Linked DNA regions of Mus musculus: region 2 is linked to region 1. The links are chromatin contacts, called in public ChIA-PET maps. All regions are on one chromosome and are shown on one strand. Each heading gives the region's core, a stretch centred on a gene start, on an enhancer-like site or on the middle of the called end of the contact. The rest is flanking DNA. Distances are from core to core; before and after follow the strand shown. Region 1 overlaps Orc3 (origin recognition complex, subunit 3). Region 2 holds the start of Slc35a1 (solute carrier family 35 (CMP-sialic acid transporter), member 1).

Region 1 (6,445 bases), core at 3,013-5,512:
TCATTGCTGGAAGACCTGCATGTTTACCATATCAATTACTTCCTTGTCTTGAGATGTCTTCATAATTTTACCTCTTCTCTTCCCAAGTACCCACTGGGTCGACAGGTAAGTAAAATGTCCTCCTTGGGAGTCAACAAAGTCAGAATAATAGTACTTTCTTGTTTTGATTTCTCGATTGCTCAGGCATCAGACTTTGAGATGAAGCCAGCTCTTACAGTAAGAACAATCCATTCCAGCTGTTCACGTTACTAATAATAGAAAATGGCTTTGTTCTGAAAGTTAGAGCTGGAAATAGCCACGTGAATCCCAGTGCATTGTCTCCTCTGTACTTGTGCTGTAGTGTATAGCCTTGCGAATTTGGGTCTCTCTGTCTGTCCTGTGCATAGGGAGAGCTAGTTCTCTACCCCTGGGGAAATGGGAGATGGAGACTGTTTGAAAGTATTTGGTGGTTAATTTTACATTGTACCAAGAGTTAAAACAAACACAGTACTTCTGCTCTTTGCAAAATTATGCTGACGTGACCTTTTTATTATATCCCTAACCTACGAGCCCTGTGTGGGAGGCATGTGGATGGGAGAATAATTAATCCCCAGATCCTTAGATCAGATTAGAGATTGACTAGAACAATGGCCTGTGTGAGGTTCTGCTAACTTAGCTATTAAACTTTCAATCAGTTGTTTATTCCATCTCTAATGATACTTTAATTGCATCAACATGATGATTTTGCACAACTAGTAGCCTATAAACTTGGTATGTGGTTTTTATTTCTCATAAATCATATCCTACATTTCTAGATTAGGGAGCTGTATTGCACATGTTTAGAAAAGAAGATATGGGATTCGGAGGAGTACAAGTCAGCCTTGCAGCTGCTGAGGTAACTTCTGTTGTTCTTTTTTGTGTGTCTGCTTTAAGCCTGCCAGTATCACCTTCCTCCAGAACTCCTGTCTGCCCAAAAGCTTCCTGTGTAGCCTGTATGTAAGAATATTTAAACACCTTTTGAATTGATGCGTGCAGTCTCTAGTGGTGTTGATGCAGCAACCATCTATTTCTTAATGCCGTCTGTGCTTCCAGGGCACCTTCTCAGCACACAGCACGTGACAGGTGACTAGCATAGTGAGCTCTACATTCGGCCCTGAAGTTGCTCATATGATATAATTAGAAAACATTTTAATCTATTGATTTTGGGCCAAATGTAACCAAACTATCATTGTAAAAAGACTTCAGTTGTTTAGAGCCCTGCTTCCCCCACCCCACCCTCTCTTTTTTTTTCTGTTTTTTAAAATTTGGCTGTTTAGTGCATACCCAGCTCTGAGACCTCTTGTTTACCTTCATCACTTGAATGTGTCTGATTTGCACTCTTATTTTTTAACATTTTCTTCTCAGGGATCTAGGACCCAATTTTTTTGTGATACAGGGTAACAACTGATCTTAGCTGCTTTGGAGCCAAACTGAGACAGTGAAAGAACTTTAGGGTTCACAGTAAGGGAAAGTGGGGATGCATAGTGTTACTTGAGGTAGAAGGAGGCCATGGTGTCAAGGGGTCAAGTGTTGGCAGCCTTTAGTTAGATTTATAAAGTTTTAGGCATTGGAATCTGGAAGACATCAATCGTGAATGAACAGAAAGACAGAGATTTAGGGAGTGCTCAAGGAAGGCTTTGATTGTTTGGCATAGATTCCTATCTGAATTTAATTTTGGGTTCTCTTGTGAAGAAAAAGTTAAAGTACTCAACTGGTTTACTCTTTCAGTAGGTATCTCCTGGTTCTCATTTTCAGTATTTCCTGGAAAATAGATTAATCTTCAACAAGGGGACTCAGTAACATTCTGAAATCTCACATATGTGATAAACCTTGCAAAACTGTTTAATGGTTGTGGCTGTACTTTGCTATTGCATTTTAAGACCATGTAGGTATCCATTATTTTGAAAGTCATCAGTCTCCTTGAGTCCTTCCTGTAGGTATGGGTCACCGCCATGGAAATCCCTGTTGACCATGTAGCTGCCTGTGGAAGCATCTGGGGCATGCCCGTTTCCACCAACTCTCTTCCCTAGGGGACGTATACTGGCTGGAGCCCAGCCTTTGGAGATTTCATGGCCTCTGTTCAGGACAAACAACTTACCCAAGGAGTCCCTTTAAGAGAAAGGGACACACATTTACTGTGGTTTTGGGCCCTCTTAGCCTTGTTGCTGTTGGCCTCCAAGGTTTGGGTGCTGAACTCAGAAAGAAGGTCTTGCCAGTCTTGTAATTTTCACTTTCCAATCTGACTGAGTTTCCCTAAGTGATTAAAAGCTAACAAGTTAGGGACTGGAGAGGGGCCTCAGTGCTTGCTGCTCTTGGAGAGGACCTGGGTTCAGACCTCATTGTGGCTGGAAGCTCACTGGTGAGCTAGCTTAGCCCAAAACCTCAGGGTTTGGGTTCAGTGAGAGACCCTGTCTCCAAAACTAAGGTGGAGGGCTGGCTTTTCAGTTGGCTCCACACACATCGCAGCTTGAGCAAGTCATTGATAGCCATATAAAGGAGAGACCTGACATTCACAAGTTGTCCTGTGGCCTCCACACGTGCTGTAACATTCTTGTGCACACACATGTGCACTAACACAAACACACCTAAGTAACGGAGACTTAAAAAAGGGTGTGGAGCTGGAGCAATAGGGAGGACCCCTGCTGTCATCCCTTGCATGTATCCTACATACATACACATGGGTACTTCTACCCACACACTCATGTGCATTGTCTTAGGCACTGTTCTGTTGCTGTGAAGAAATACCAAGGCCATGACAACTCTTATGAAATAGAGCATTTATCTGGGGGCTTGTCACAGTTGCAGAGGTTGATCATTATCCTCTTGTGGGGAGAGGAGAAGGCATAGCAGCAGGTGAGGCAGCAGGAGCTGAGGGCTACATGCTAGTCCCTAGGCAGAGGAGAGGCAGAGATCATGACAGAGAGCACCAGTACACTTGGCACACACAGGCAAGTGCCTCGGTCTGGCATGTGCTTTGGAAACCTCAAAACCCACCCCCCAGTGACACACTTTCTCCAAGGAGGCCACACCTCCTGATCCTTACAATTCTTTTAGAATTCTACTCGGTGACTAAGTGTTCAAATATATGAGCCGTGGGGGGTGGGGGTGGGGCATTGTATTTAAAGTCACCGTGTGCATTCTCCTCACGCATGCAGATAGCAGTCACTTCCATAGTGAGAAAGGGAACCAAAATGAGAGGTAGGTTTTTATCAAGGTTTAAACTTTCCTCAGTAGGTACAAATGTGGAGGTAAACACAGTATTCAGTTATTTTCCTTTTGAGATAATGCCTCCTTGGGTAGCAGAGGCCCGGCCTTGAACTCAGAATCCTTATGCCTCTGGCAGTGTACATGCCACACCTAGCAACCGGAACTTGTTAGAAAGAAGTCTGTTAACTAGATTTATTTTTAGTCCTCATTCCCTGCATGCCCTGAAGAACAGACGGGCACCGTAGGACGTTACTTACTTTTTGTTGCTGTGATAAATCACCATGACCAAGGCAGTGTATAGAAGGGAGCTGCGGGGGTTTACTTTGTGGTGGTAGCAGGCAGCACTGCAGCAGGTGGCAGGCTTCTGGAATGTCTTAGTCAGGGTTTTTGGGGAGGAAAGGGTTTATTCGGCTTACACTTCCACATTGCTGTTGATCACCAAAGGAAGTCAGGACTGGAACTCAAGCAGGTCAGGAAGCAGAAGCTGATGCAGAGGCCATGGAGGGATGTTCTTTATTGGCTTGCCTCACCTGGCTTGCTCAGCCTGCTCTCTTATCACCACCCACAAGGGGCCTTTCCCCCCTTGATCACTAATTGAGAAAATGCCTTTCAGTTGGATCTCATGGAGGCATTTCCTCAACTGAAGCTCCTTTCTCTGTGATAACTCCAGCTGTGTCAAGTTGACACAAAACTAGCCAGTACATGGAACCACAAGGATTACAGAGCTGGCCTCCAGCTTCCGGTGCTGTGTTGTCTCCAGCAAGGCTGCACTTCCTCTGCCTCCCCAGACAGCACCACTACCTGATACTCAAATGTGCAAACACATGAACATACAGGGGACATTCTTACTCAAGCTGACCCAAATTCTAAAAACTGGAATACAATTATTAGTGATTTAGGTGCACTGTAACTATGAAACTGAAATTTCTTACTATATGGAAAATAAATCCCCAAAGAAATTTGATTTTCACTGAAAAGTTTTGTTTCTGAGGCAGGCTTTGTACTCCTTGCTGGTCTAGCTAAGAGGATTTAGTCCAGCCATGAGTCACTGCAGTTCCTCCCCAGTGCTGGGGTTACAGGTGCATGACACCATGCTCAGACCTTTTTTCCCCATTTTAAAAATGTCATTAAATTGTTTTTGTGTGTTTATAAATTTAGAATAGAAGGTTTCTGAGACTTTGCTAGTCCAGGATGGCACTGAGGTAAGCTGGTATTGCTAGGGAGTAAGCAAGTTTACCCCAAGTCACCTCTCCAGCACCCCGGGCAATTGATGCCTTGTGTTATAACTTTATTATTGGAATCTGTCATCCCTCTCCTCTTAGGTAGTCCCAAATTCATAAATTCATTGATGTGGAAAAAACTTACTCATAAAATTTCGGGTTTAGTAATCTGGTTGGAGCCCATAAATGTCAATCCAGTAGGGTACAGTTCCTGGACTATAGAAGTAATGCTGATAACAGGAACTGCCTTTTATTGAGCGAGCGCTTGCTGTGTGCCAGTACTATCGTAGGCACCCTGAGCACATTTTGCAGTCCAGTGCAGCACACCTTTCCGGCAGGTTAGTTAGCCACGTTTTCCCTGGGAATCTGAACCATAGAAAGGGACTAAGGGACTTGCATGAGATTGTTTCACTGCTAATAGGTTCATAATTCAGACTAAAAGGCGCGCGTACCTTCAAAATTTATTTGCCTAGATCTAAAGTGGAAGTTGGGGCTATAAATAAAGCAAAACCAATAAATACCAAGTATAGTTTCCATGTTTTTATTAAGCTGAGCTCAACAGCGCTGAGGATCAGACATAGCAGTTCTAACAAGGACTGGTACACTGGGGCCACCACCAAAGACACGTGATGGAGAAGCTTGCAGCTTCGCAGCAAATGTCTCCCTCCTGTAGACTCATAAGGCATGTACAAAACATCAGAGACAGTTTCTGCTGTTTGTATAAAGTCTGAAAAACAGCCTTTCCTAGTTGGCAGAACAGGAGCGTAAATGTAAATCTTCAAAATCTAGCATATTTTCTTTTGCATTCCAAACAGAAATGTATCTCATTTAGGTATGTCTTCCACGCTCAGAGGTTCTAAACGGTTTCAAAATGAGCCAGGAGTAATAGCTTCTGTGGCCTCCAACACCTCACTCACCACGACCATCTCAGCACATAGTACAGACAGAAAAACGAAACACTGTTCAGTCTACATGTCCTAAGTGCGTTGTTAGGAGCTTACTGCAAAACAAACTCATACATTGAAGTTGTCATGGATTCGACTCTCAATGTGGAATTCTAGGTCTGAATTTGGTGCTTAATTTCTTGTTGGCACCTAGGGGCGGGGGCATGTATGTGGAAGTCAGAGGACGACTCTCTGGGTAGTTTTCTCCTTCTACTATGTGAGTTTGCAGGGATCAAACTCAGGTTATAAAGTGCCGCCATTTCCCTGGCTCCTTTCACTGGCTCCGGCTGTTGACATAAGTCCTGTCTTAGTTAAGTTCCTCTTGCTGGGATGAAACACTATTACCAAAAGTAACTTGATGAGGTGCGCTAGTTTTCTACTTGTGCTACATGGCCTGTCCCTGTCTGTCTAGAATGCTGGCAAAGGATGAACTGGTGAGCATACTTCAGCGCTGTATTGAGGTTTTAGATTCCTCTACTGAAAAGCAGCTTGGCAACACAACACAGAAAATAAAGGATTTCCTGACCCAGTTTCAGAACCTCGATGGTAAGTGTAATATCCCGCCCTGCCAGTCCTTTAACCAGAGTGTCATCAAAACGCCTCGGTGTCAGTCAGCAGACCAGTCTCTGAAGGTAACATCTTAACAAGTGCAAACAGGCAAAGGCATTTCGCCTCTGGATTTGTTTTAAACAATGTAGAAAATCAAATGGAAGAACATCATTTTCATTCTTCAGGTGAGAATGGGTGGCAGGCAGTTCTCATTCTCTGGATAGACCATTCTGTACTCTTGCCTTATCTGGGGTGCTGTGACGGGGTGAGGAAAGAGGCTTGCCTCATGGCATCATGGAAATACCTGCTTTGGAATGTTTGTTTGACTCCCTCCTGTGGCAGATATTCCTTTGTCTTTAAACTCCTTTACTTATAGCAAGCTGTCTGTGTGGAAATGTGTCCTCAGACCCCTGTAGCTCCTCTGCAGGGGGTCTCTGACAGGTGCTCAGTTACAGATTAAGGTGGTAAGCAGTGCCAATTTGCTTCCTCCAAGTTATGTGTGAGAGG
Region 2 (6,204 bases), core at 878-3,377, 110 kb before region 1:
TATCCATGAACAGAAGTAAGCAAGATGAAAAACGAGTAAGCTGGAAACAGATTTTCATATTGTCAGCATAGTGTGACGCTCATTCTAAAAACCCACTATAAATCGTCACTTTCTCATATTGGACCGTCGCAACCCAGTCGTGTGCATTTCTCTTCAGCTCAGTCTCAGCATGTCACAGGTTTTCCCACTTTGTAAAGGATTCTTAAGTTTATTCTGTTCTTGATTAATTTTTGCCATGCAAGCTGATAAGTTCACTCCCCAGAACCTGCCATAAAAGGAGAGAATTAATACCAGGGGTTTTCCTCTCTCTTCCACATTCACACCACGGCATGCACATGCCTGCAATCATACCATACACATCCTCCTCCTCCCCCTCCTCCCCACCCTCCTCCCCACCCTCAGCCTCCCTGTCATCATCCATCCTCACCATCATAGAAAAATGCATTATTTATTTGTGAAATGGAAAGTTAATAGGCAAACATTAACTAAATGCCTGATTTTTTACATTTTTTTAGAGAAACATTATTCCCTATGTTCTCTTTCTACCTAGGCTAATTTGCGCCAGAAAATTACTCACTCCGTCCAGACTGACCTTAGCCACATGAGAAGAGATAACACCTCACAGGTGTACCCTTTGAAAGAGGCTAGCACCCAGTCCAAGAGAGAAGGCAGCAGCCGAGTGCCCAGGCCCCAGATTTTCATAGCTGGCCTTCGTGGGGGACAAAGCAAAACAACCTATGGGGTGAAGGTGAACTTAACCAGAGCGGTGGACGAAACCTAGAGATGGACGTTTACAGGAAGCTGCTCCTTAGTGGCACGGATGGAGGGTTTAAAGTGCTGTGCGTGTATAAAGCTCATTTGCGGGGCTGGCACAGTCACTGGTTGTGTGACTGTGCACTAGGGCACCGTATCCTGCCTGACTGTTATGCAAATCTAAAAGCAGTTTCTGTAGTACATTTTTCGTTTTATTAAAATTGACAAGTAAAACTCTGTCCGCGTATTTGTTTTATATTTTAGACAAAGTTTACAGCATTAAGATTGACATTGCAATGCCAGCTAGATAGTAGTATGCTTATCACTGGAATAGAGGCTGCTTCTAAAACCCTACAAAATGTTAAGCCCTGACACTCTGAAACACAACGCTCTGCTTCATTGCTATTTAGTGATAACAGATTTCTATATCATGAGCCTTGCTATCTGGAACAAGTGAAGCCTACATTCATATGCTGCCTTTTAAAAGCCAGAGAATTGATATTTATATTTGAATTTTGGGCTCATTGAAAAAAATCAGAATGTCTGATAAGACTGGCTGGCATTCCAGCTTGATCCTTTTATGCTCTGTTGTCTGCCTCAGAGCCCGCTGTGGCTTAAGCGCTTCCCACTTCCCACTCTGCGGCCTTATTTGGCTCATAAGCAGTTGGGTTTTCAGGTCCTGAGAATTCCAACTTTTTAGAGGTATAGTTTTTTTTTTTTCCTTTTCCATTTTTTATTAGGTATTTAGCTCATTTACATTTCCAATGCTATACCAAAAGTCCCCCATACCCACCCACCCCCACTCCCCTACCCACCCACTCCCCCTTTTTGGCCCTGGCGTTCCCCTGTACTGGGGCATATAAAGTTTACGTGTCCAATGGGCCTCTCTTTCCAGTGATGGCCGATTAGGCCATCTTTTGATACATATGCAGCTAGAGTCAAGAGCTCCGGGGTACTGGTTAGTTCATAATGTTGTTCCACCCGGGGTTATTTTCTAATAACATCCTCTAGTCACAGTAACCATTAGAGCGGTTGAAGTGCCTGTTAATACAATCTAATTTTTCTGAGGTCTTTTTGCTGCCTGAAGTTACCAAGTTAAGCTAGACAGTGACAGTAAGGATGATGAAGACAGACACAGTACTTCCGAGCAGTATGTAATATATACTAAATTTATCCAAGAGGTAACCATGGAAGGCCGTGATGGAGTTGAAAGTTATAAAAGTCCGAGTTCTCGGAGCCTCTCTAACGGTCTTCACACAAAGGAATAATCGAGAGCATTTCAGAATCCTTCTTGCGGGGCCCATCCTCTCGGAGGGGCTGGTCTCTAGAAGGAAACGCTCGGCCACCTTGACTCCGCCCCCCCTCGGTCGACCGGAAGCTGCGGTTTTCCGAGCCCCCGCAGGACCGAGTCTCCCAGACTTGTCGCTCCGCACGCCGCGCGGCTTCCGCCGTAGCCCCCGCTTCCTCCTCGCGCGTGTGGTGCGGCGGGCTCTCTAGGCCGGTGCGTCTCTATGGCCGCAGGGGCGTCAGTTCCGCAGACTCTCTCGGCACCATGGCTCCGGCGAGAGGTGAGGCCGGGCTGCGGGCGGTCGCTAGGGAACGGCGGCCCGGGGTGTGCTGGCCGGGCCGGCTCTGGGGGCCGAGCCCTCCCTGCAGGGAGCGGCAGCGGGCTGCACCCGCACACCGGTGCAGTGAGCCGCCCGGGCGCCGGCCAGGTCCCTGCCTGGAGCGAGGCTGTGGTTCGGAGCCCTGGGCTTGAGGGCGCGCGCTGCTCCTCCCGATGGCGAGCCGTCTGGCCAGGGCTGTGGTGGCTGTCCTTTCAGGTTTTACGTAAGCTGGCCCCAAGGCTGAGGTTTTATTCTATAGCACTGTGGCTAGGACAGGCCAAAAGGCGGTGACGATTTTGTATTTATTTATTTTTAAAGCAGGAACCAACACTACATGGTCTCATTCTATAGCCCACGTTGGCTTCAAACTCGGGGAGATTTTCCTGCCTCAGTTTTACAAGCGCTGGGATTAGTGGTCTGTGCCCTCATGCCTGGCGACAACGTCGCTTTTTTTTTTTTTTTTAATTTTGTTTGTTTGTTTTTGTTTTTTCACCATTTCCCCAATGAGCACTGGCTTTAAGTCTAAATAAATGTTGGACAAGCATTTAAAGAATATCCTTTTGCGTGGATGTGAAATTATTTATCTTTGGGGGAGGGGATTTGACATTTAACATCAGGCGCCATGTAAGTTTTCTGTGGTGGTGGATTGTCCCATATCAGATAAGTCCTGTAGCATCCGGGAAGAGGGTAATAGGAAAAGTAGGGCGATTGACAAATGAACACTTAAAAGATGCAGCAGGCAGATCGGTACCCGCAAGGGTTGTTTACAGATTTAGACTTCTTGCCAGCACATACGTTGTTACATTTGGGTGTGTTGCACTTTTTTATCCTAATGAAATACAGTTTCTATACCTCCTTACATAGAGTCATCTTAACGATTACTCACCTGCTACTTCCTGCTATGTCCAAGCTTTCAGGTATGACAGTAATAGTCCCCCTAAAATGTAACTGGAAAACAAAAGGATAACTCCAGACTGACTCTTCTGGGGGATATTCTCCACCCAGAAACAAATGCCGTGGAAGGTAACAGATTCTCCACAAAGGGGGTGCTGGATGATCAGTGGGCCAGGTTTCTAGTTAATGGCGTGATATGATTTGAATTCTTAGGATAGTTTAAAGTAGCTGCGTACCATGAATATTTATATTACCTGGGAACGTTGACATTCCTAATCAATGAAGTTTCATCCTGGAAAATGAAGAATTGTAGAAGAAATGTTTTGATCTTATGGTAAACTGAAATGTAAGTGGAAATCATGGTTACAAGGATTGGTTTTAAAAGTTGAAATGTGCTTCTAAAGTGGTATTACAGACCAAAGTCATCTATGTTTTATAGTATCCAAACTTAGACTTTTCTACTTTGATTAGTAATTATTTTCAAGAATTACATTTGCAGACCTTTTCATTATGGGTGTCTTAAACAAAACAAAACAAAACACCATGATATGGCTTATGCCTATTAATCCCAGCACTTAGGAGGCAGAGGCATGCAGAACTGTATCAAGGTCAGCTTGCTCTACATAGCAAGTACCAGGCCAGCCAGAGCTACATAGAGAGACCCTGTCTCAAGGAAAGGAAAAAAAAAAAAGTATGTTTTCTGGAGTTAAACATCTTTAGTATTTAAATTATCTTGCTTTTTTTGAACCAGGGACCTTTAACACAGCCCCCCCCCCCAAAAAAAAAGTGATTTGAGTTTTCACTTCTTAGTTATGAGAATATTGATAATTTCAGGTCATGGATGGCAGGCAGTCTTTCTGTAGAGAGCTGTTAGTCTCCGCCATAGCTGCTGAACCCTACAACTATAGGCAAGATAATTAAGGCAGATGAGCATAGCTGTCTCCTAATTACACTTTATGGACGCCAAAATTTTAACTTACTATTATTTCCATGTGTCTTGAGATAGGACTTACACATTTTTCCATTATTCTGAACCATCATATAAAACTATGGATGGTGTAGTTCTTGTACTGACGGATTAAATGTTACTGCTCCATATTTCTGGAGTCATAAACTCTTTCATAAGAAAGTTTTAGAACAATGGAAGTATTATAGTACTTCCCTCAGTGCCCTTTACATAAGCATTGCTGGTCTGGCAGATTGGACCATTTAGGAAGGAAAGATAAATAGTTATATGGCGTATTTCTTCTTCTCTGTTGTACTACTTCTTTGGTTTAAGAACTTGCTTACAACTTACAAATCCTGCTTTAATTCACCAAGGAGGAAACACTTATATGGAGACACTGCTTCCCTAGCTTCTTGTGTAATCATATTTTAAAGTATCTGTTTGAAACACCTATTTTATTTACCTATGATTAGGTATAATTACCTATGATTAGGCTTCCAAAGGAGTGAACAAAAGCACGTTTAGCACATAAGACGTCAGTTAATAACTAGCATCCCGGAGGAGTCTCTTGGCATCCTTAGGATTATGTGTAACCCGTGAACTAAGACCAGTGTTCCCAGGGGACACTTGTTACTAATCTGATGACAAAACACTAACTGTGAACACCTAGCAGATCCAATGTAAATCCATTCTCAGTAGATCTCAATGACAAGGATTAGATTCAATTATAATTAATAAAAAAGAAATTGTGGGAATTGGTTTTCTCATATAAGTCTAACACAATACTCTAAATTTTGTCATGGAAAGAAAAGAGAAAAAGTTCGAGCCTTGGGTGTTGGCAGTTTCAGAGCAGGAAGCAAGAAAGGGGAAACCGGACTCCCCAGTGCTTGTAAATTTACCAAAGGTGTTGGACTGACTGTCTTTGGCCCCTGAGTGATGACTGCTATATCCTGCATTTCAAGTTTTATAGAGGAGTTTCTAAGTACTCTGTGTTAACCAATTCACTTTGTTCTTTATTTTAATTTAATTCTATGTTAATGTCGTGCATGTGTGCGTGTGTGTTTGTGTGTGTGTGAGACGGGGTCTTAGGATCTGACCCACGCCTGTTTATAAAGTCGCATCGTCATGGATTAGATTGTTGCAGAGCAGTACTTTGCTAGGGACATTGGTTACTGTCCGAGATGGCATTGGCCTGCCTCTGCAGTTATCTTCAGTTGCTTTTTTGTCACTCAGGTATCCTTTTGTTTACGTTCTGTTGTCTTCAAGAGCATATTTAGAGGCTAGCGGAGGAGCACAGCTATCTGCCTTATACCCAGGTAATGAGGAAAGGGTGTATACCCTTTCTGACTGAGGGTAGAGCTAGCGTGTAGGAGCAGTGTAGGGGAGGTGGTGAGGAAGGGAGGCAGGAACAGCCTAGCCAGACAGATAACAAATCAACCTAGTCAGTCATTGGGATGACAGATGTAGCCAGACAGGCCTCACGTCCCTTTTCTAATGTCTTGAGGTTTAGACTGTATTACAGTTGCTTTGATACTTTATTTTCACAGGTTTGTAATCATAGTTATGCATGCATATATATTCATTATATATGTTCATATATATTTAAAATAAACTAAGATTTGTATGCCATGTAATTGTATAGTTAGTTGGGAGCACTAAACAGTATCTTTGCCTAGTTTGTATGGAGTTTTAAAGTCAGCAGTATTTTATGTTCATGTTGGAAAGTATTACTTGGAAATTGAGTTTTATATGTCATATTTAAAAAAAAAATGGTGCTAGAAGTTGAAAAGCCTTAAGGACTAACTGGTTGATTAGCATTACACACATACATACATATGTATATATGATATATGTATATATATACACACACTAAATAGTACTTTTGTTGCACATATTTTGCAGAAAATGTCAGTTTATTCTTCAAGCTGTACTGCTTGACGGTGATGACTCTGGTGGCTGCCGCTTACACCGTAGCTTTAAGATACACAAGGACAACAGCTGAAG

What was found. ChIA-PET counts read pairs in DNA pulled down with a chosen protein or histone mark.
Region 2: an RNA polymerase II ChIA-PET map of memory CD8 T cells shows a contact between it and region 1, with 25 read pairs. The contact joins the promoter of Slc35a1 here to the enhancer-like site in region 1. A contact is called at or near these places in 1 of 39 promoter capture datasets (pre-B cells), 1 of 484 Hi-C or Micro-C datasets (short-term hematopoietic stem cells), 2 of 115 datasets of contacts at active chromatin or transcription factors (intestinal villus epithelium and memory CD8 T cells) and 3 of 9 other capture datasets (adipose tissue, liver and pancreatic islet).

Annotation. Positions count from the first base shown.
Region 1 is chr4:34,579,233-34,585,677 of GRCm38.p6, reverse strand. Orc3 (origin recognition complex, subunit 3) reads left to right here. Exons shown (of 20, transcript NM_015824.4): 12 at 1-105; 13 at 795-874; 14 at 5,802-5,935. Among named protein-coding and RNA genes, the nearest start is that of Akirin2, 32 kb to the right of the region's middle. Within about 2 kb of position 4,262, at least 50 of the 459 cell types and tissues checked have an H3K27ac peak or open chromatin away from gene starts, as enhancers often do. A contact at or near this core is called in memory CD8 T cells, where this site is marked.
Region 2 is chr4:34,683,361-34,689,564 of GRCm38.p6, reverse strand. It overlaps Slc35a1 (solute carrier family 35 (CMP-sialic acid transporter), member 1), which reads left to right and starts at 2,127. Exons shown (of 8, transcript NM_011895.3): 1 at 2,127-2,321; 2 at 6,103-6,204. The coding sequence starts at 2,306. It overlaps Cfap206 (cilia and flagella associated protein 206), which reads left to right. Exons shown (of 13, transcript NM_001347062.1): 13 at 551-991. The coding sequence ends at 781.